2 separate regions of the Zea mays genome follow, and region 2 is linked to region 1. Evidence: chromatin contacts called from public Hi-C data. All regions are on one chromosome and are shown on one strand. The core of a region is the stretch at or near the end of the contact, and the rest is flanking DNA. Distances in the headings are between cores, read along the strand shown. Region 1 holds the start of LOC100279983 (Fes1A). Region 2 holds the start of LOC103644259 (hAT transposon superfamily).

Evidence for each region. A called contact is a pair of places that touch in the nucleus more often than the background predicts.
Region 2: a Hi-C map of ear shows a contact between it and region 1, with 3 times the contacts expected there. The contact joins the promoter of LOC103644259 here to the promoter of LOC100279983 in region 1. A contact is called at or near these places in 3 of 25 Hi-C or Micro-C datasets (ear, leaf and tassel).

What each region holds. Positions count from the first base shown.
Region 1 is chr1:300,796,480-300,799,529 of Zm-B73-REFERENCE-NAM-5.0, reverse strand. LOC100279983 (Fes1A) reads right to left here and starts at 1,502. Exons shown (of 6, transcript NM_001152931.2): 1 at 1,169-1,502; 2 at 743-885; 3 at 63-113. The coding sequence starts at 1,257.
Region 2 is chr1:300,926,440-300,929,489 of Zm-B73-REFERENCE-NAM-5.0, reverse strand. LOC103644259 (hAT transposon superfamily) reads right to left here and starts at 1,464. Exons shown (of 5, transcript XM_008667466.3): 1 at 1,292-1,464; 2 at 1-1,125. The coding sequence starts at 1,104.

The DNA of each region.
Region 1 (3,050 bases), core at 253-2,752:
TGCACAATAACCACTAGGACAAGCATTTACAAGAGAATGATGATTACAACTATGTATCTTACCATTTGCCATGTCAATGGATTCAACATGCTCCTGTAGCTCATCCAACATATCTGAAAATAGAGTAAGTAATTTTTTATTCCGGATCCAACACCAAGAACTAAATAACAAGGATGATAAATACCAATGCCCATAAAGTCAATCTCCAAAGAGGATACACGACCAAATAAGATTGGAGACGTCATTTAGCAGGCAAGCGAAAGCACATAAACACCATCAATCATGAATTCCTTATATGACCATGACCATCAACTATGAATTTCTTTTGCCAAAGAAATATAATAGTACTTAGGGCATCCGCTGTTAGCTTTGAGCGTTACGGAAATCATTTGGCAGATCAATTAACAGCCTAGAGCCCTAGAGCCCTACAATCACATTGTTTCTTTGTTTATTGTGTTTCCACATCTTGCTACCACACCGTGCTGCACATACTAAAAGTTGTGTGCATCCTGCTGCTGTGTTAAATACTCTCATGTTCCTAGTCAGATTAGAAGTGTGAGAACCTTCACCGATTACTAAACATATAAGCAGTAAAGAACCTAGTTAGACTAGAAGTGTGAGGATCTTCACCGATTACTAAACATATAAACAATAAAGGTCAATGATTCGGAAATGGGCCAAGCCATTTTCGTAGAGAAAATAAAATCAACTAAGGAAGCATTGGAATGCCACCAGACAATACCTTCGATGTTCTCAGGGGTCACGCCCTGAGACTGCAAGACATCTTCTGGAGTTTTCATCACCTGAGTGATCTCCTTCATCCTCTTCACAACATCTACCGTGTTGGCTTGCATAGCATCCATGAACCATTTTCTGTCTTCCTCGCTGCAGAACAAAAACAATGAAATTAAGAACCACACTAACATTTTATTCCACTTCTCTTCAACTAAGCGCAGCAATTTTGGAAGCGGATATTAAACCTACTAGTCACACAAATTAAAATTAGGGGAAAAAGGAACGCGCAGTAAAACAGCAAAATCTAGAGTACAGGGAGTAAGACAAAAAAAAATCTATGCATGTGCACTGATGAACACGGAGTCATTAGGGTTGTGGCACAGGACGAGAGCAAGGGGATGAAGCAAGGCATCTGAACGCGGGAATTGCAGACCTGAGAGCACGCGGCGGGTTGGTGCCGTCGCCGTGGGCGAGGCTCCACTTGAGCAGGCCGTTCCAGTCGGGACCCCCATCCTTCGCCATACCCTTGTTCTTCTGCTGCTGCTGCGAGATGAGGCGAATACGAGCTGTAGGGTTCTGCTCACGACAGGGGCGAATTGCTTCAGACGAGAATAGATCGATACGGTTCTCGCTGCAAGGCTCTCTTCCCTACTTTTATGCGGGGTGGTGGCGGTGGAGCCGTGGAAGGAGACCGGGGCTCTCCGTCGTCAGTCGTGGCGTCGTGTGGATGCGGCGGCGGGTTCCGGAGTACTCCCGAACCTGCGGTTAGTGAGGCCCGGCGGCGTGTCCCCTCCTACACGTCCGTGGGCCACGATGACTTCACAGGCCTCATTTTATTCGGGCTTTGGGCAATATTATTAGAAGCGAGCTTGTTGACAAAACCAAGGCCCACTGAAGTGTTTACGGATCTTTTATATTTTTATACAATTTTTTGTTCGTTTAAATTGGCACAGCAAAAGATTTGTATACTCCTCTTGCCAACGAAAATCATGATCTAAACATCATTTCTGTTACTAAATTTTCGTTTTCGCCTTTCAAAATGACTAAATCTTTCTTTCTTTCTTTTTTGCGCAATGTATATGATTCTATGAGTTCGAGTGGATATGATATTTGTACTAAAATTGCACGGGATCACCAGTGTTTTGACTTTGTAATTCACGAGATATGTGCCCGCACGCGTTGTAGCGGAGCCATGAATTTTCTGCTGAACCCAATAATCGGACGTGTGGGGATCTCGTATCATTGGAATCAGGTGTTTGGATCCATGTGGCAAATAGTCTCGGGCTAATTTAAACATCCTGGCCTCTAAACAGACTAACTGATAAATTAACTAATTGTTAGTCGAAGGTATAGCAAACTGTTTACTCATTAGCTATTTGACATTGCTAATAGATGCTAATAGGTCGTATAAAAAGAAAAAGACATCTATTAGTCAAGATTTTGAGCACACCCTGGCTAATTGTTGCTAGCTAATTATTTGTTGGTTAATTGTTACCTACCAACAAACAATTAGCCACTAGAACCCAAAAAGGACCTAAGACACATATCACGTATAGGTGAGATTTGAGTAAAGGGTGATTGACATCGACGTAAACACGTAAATATATATTGCATTGACCCCTCTAGAATTTAAAGTGGTCAATGAGAATAATGTTCACTTTGTATTTCTGTATAAATCTAACAATATGTCAATTGTTTTTATTCTAAAATAGTTTTCAACAAAACGACAATCTGAAAAAATTACAAATTTTGTTGAGATCTAAAATTACATGATGGACTGCCTACCTATTGTATAGGTCGCATTTCAAAGAGCATCAACAATCGAGTGTTCACAGGCCTAGAATTAGTAACAACCGAAAACAGGGGGAATTCGAGTGTTCATAAACGAACGAAGACACGATTTCCAGACCATGAGATTTTGATGTGACAGTTGTTATATTTTTTGTTGTTGCCTTTGTTGTTGTCGTTAAGGGCCATAGCACGTCAGAGAAAGAGAGTGCTTTATGTACGACCCACTTAAAAGACTGATGTACGATCAACATTAATTTGCGTATGTTGTTGACTTTTGTTCTAAACTAATAAACCAACATGGAAAGGCTCAATGACTATCCATGAAGTTACTCGATTGGAAGCTTGAACTTTGTGAGGGCACTCTTTGCGCAGGGTTTCAATGAGTACTAGGACATAAGATTCTCGATACCTCGGTAAAAATACCAATGGCATGTTGGGAGTTTGCATCTCTATCTCGATTAAACTTATGCACTTTATTTATTCCTTACCTAGATTGTGTGCTTACTTTCCTAGTTTAGCTTACT
Region 2 (3,050 bases), core at 215-2,714, 130 kb before region 1:
AATTTCCTCGACTGCACTTTTTAGTAGCTCGTACAGTGCATCTGAAGATGTGACGATGCTGGTTGCATCCACCGACTTGAGGAACATAGTACCTTCCGGGCAATACACGGAGAAGTTTATCAAGGTTCTGCCTTTATCAGTGATCCACTCGTCAGCCAACACCGAGCAGCCCGTCCTGGTCCATGACCCCCTGAAGAACTCCAAGCGAGCCGTCACGTCGTCGAGTGACCTCTTAAGAATGTGACCGCGAAAGTCATGGTACGAGAGCGTCTCAGGCCTCCCCCCTGCCGCCGCAATGGCCTCGAGCATCGGTTGGAAGTAGACCGAGTTCACCGCTTCCAATGGCACACCGGCGTCATACAAGAACCTCCCAACTGCCACGGAAACATGCTCCTTCTCCGAGGGGGCAGCATGTTCGAAATGCTCTGCTGGTGTCACTGCGTTCACTGCCATGACAACCTGATGAAGAGGGTTGGTCTGAGGAGTAGGCGGAACATGCTGCAGCCCGTGAAGAAGATTGTTCTGAGGGGTAGACCGAACATGCTGCGGCCGGATCTGGGGTATAAGTGGCGGAGCAGGGGCGTAGGTCACCTGCTTCCTCTTCTTCTTACCGCTGGTACTCCCCCTAATGCTGCCCTCCGGAACCGGAGGCCTCTGCTCCTCGAGCGGCACGGCCTCGAAGTCGAGCACCTCGTTGAGCGAGATCATGTGGATGGGGCTGCCGGTACCCCCGCTAGCCGTAGAGACAGAGGCGGGCGTCGTGCTGGCGGCGGCGAGCTTGCGCTGCATCTTCTTGGCAGCGACGGCGGCGAGGCTGCGGAGCATGGTGTCCTGGACGTCGCGGGGCACACTGGGGCAGCAGCAGGCGTTCCCGGGGCGGCGGGCCAGGTGCTCCTTGAAGCGGTGGATACCACCGCCGAGAAAGTGCTTGCCGCAGTAGGCGCACTTGAGGCGCATCCGGCCGTCGGAGCGCACCATGACGCAGTGCTTCCACGCCGGATCGTGCTTCTGCGCTCCGATCGGCACCACCACCTCTTCCTGGTCCTGGTCCTGCTCCTCCCCATCCCCCGCCGCCGCGTCCTCCAGAACCGCGTCCCTCTCCATCAGGCAAGAGCACGAACGCTGCTGCATCAGCCATCACCGCCGGGCGTCAGCGTCAGGAACGGCACAATTGGATTCGCGTGTCCTACTAAATCCCCAATCAGCCGATGCCCGGGGGCGGGAGCGAGATAAACCAGAAGAACCCGAAATGAAGGGGTGAGTGGGATGGAGATGTGGAAGGAGAACTCACCCGGGTTTTCGGGAGGCGAAACGGCCGGGCTTCCCCAAAATCGGCGGCCGCCGGGGCGGGGTCCGGGAGGAAGAAAACCGGGAGGGGCGGGGAGCCGGGGAGGGTGAATCGATGGGAGACGGGTGACGTGGGTCCCGACGTTGGAAGCGGGTGGGTGGCGTTGAGCGGCGGGCCGGCGGCTCATTGTCGAGGAGGCGACCGGGCCAGCCGGTTCTCGCGTGGTTTGGTTCGGGTTAGCTCATGGTGGGCTGGTCGGACCAGTGGGCCGCCCTGGTTGGTTTGTCTACAGAATCCGAATTCCAGTTACCCGCCCGCCCGTCCCTCGGTCCGAATTTTTACTTTTTCAGCCCCACTTTTGAAAAATATTTACATTTAGACCCCAGAAATTTTATATGCAATTTTGGACCCGATACTCGGCGCCATAGGCTGTGGCGCCGAGGTAACACAGCTTGACGCCACAGCCTATGGCGCCGAGCTGTAACGGCTCCCTGCGCCTAGGGCTGACATGGCATTGACGCGGCCTCGTAGCTCGGCGCCACAGATCTTGGCGCCGAGCTACGAAGGCCTATAAAACCGGCCGCGCTGCTGGCCGAGAGGAGCACATTTCCTCTCATTTCAAAACTTCGTCAAAATTTTTGCTGGATTCAAAGATTCGAGTTGGTTCACTTTGTAGACCAAGGTATGGTGTCCAACTGATTCGTTTTGTATATTGGGTTGTATTTTTTCGATTATTAGTTTCCATAGTTGCTCATAATATATATAGTATCATTAATATGATGAGTATATTTTATTTAATAGTTTTTGTTAACCTGCTGTGAACGCTGGTGCCATGACACACATAGGCATAGAATTAGTGTGATGATATACTGTTCCAGTGTGTTGGTTCATTTGTGTAAACCTATTAGGTACAAGTGATAATTATAATCGTTTATTAGATGAAAGACATGTACCGGAAGGCGTTGTGGCAGAAGAGAGGTCGTTCTCGGGAGTTATATCCTGACATATCTAGTAAGGATGCTTATGTTCCTCCTGAACTCCCTGTGCCTAACTGTGACTGTGGCAGACTGGCTTGAGTATGTCAATCCAAACATCCAGACACGGCTGCTCGCTGCTTCTACCTTTGTGGTGGTTTTGACGTACGTATCTTATGACTTGTGACTTAATTTTGTTCGCATTTATTATTTAGTAGATGTGTAATAGTGCTTCGTTCCATTGTTTTAGGGGCACCTGAGGTGTTTCTTTTTCCAGTGGATCGACGGTCCTGATAAATTTGACCCTCGATATCTTCTTTTCGCTAATTGGTTGTGTGGAAGGACTAGTCATGAGCGTTTTAAGCGTTGGGTACCTCCTCCCCCGAATCCTCCACCAATAACGGATGCGGAGAAGGAGGTAGCAACAGAAAGACGGATGGACTCACCGTCTTGATGCGATTGTGGAGACCGTGCTGTCATCGACGAAGACCATGAGAAGCAGTTCGTGTGTCCGAACATTAATTATGTGAGCCCATCGATACGCTAAATGTATAAACTAGTTATTTTTTATAATAAATTACTAATTTATTCTTCTGCAACCATACGGGTGGCGTAAGTGTCGTTTCAGAGAGTGGTTGTATGGTCCTTTGTCCCATTAGCCAGAGCCAGAGGTAAAGGAAAAGAAAAAAAATCAGTGGGCGGAAGAGTTGAAATTTGATCCAGTACTATGCAAATGTGGTATTGAAGCTAAGTATGGATTAGTTCCTTTCGAGCTTGGTGTTGGATAT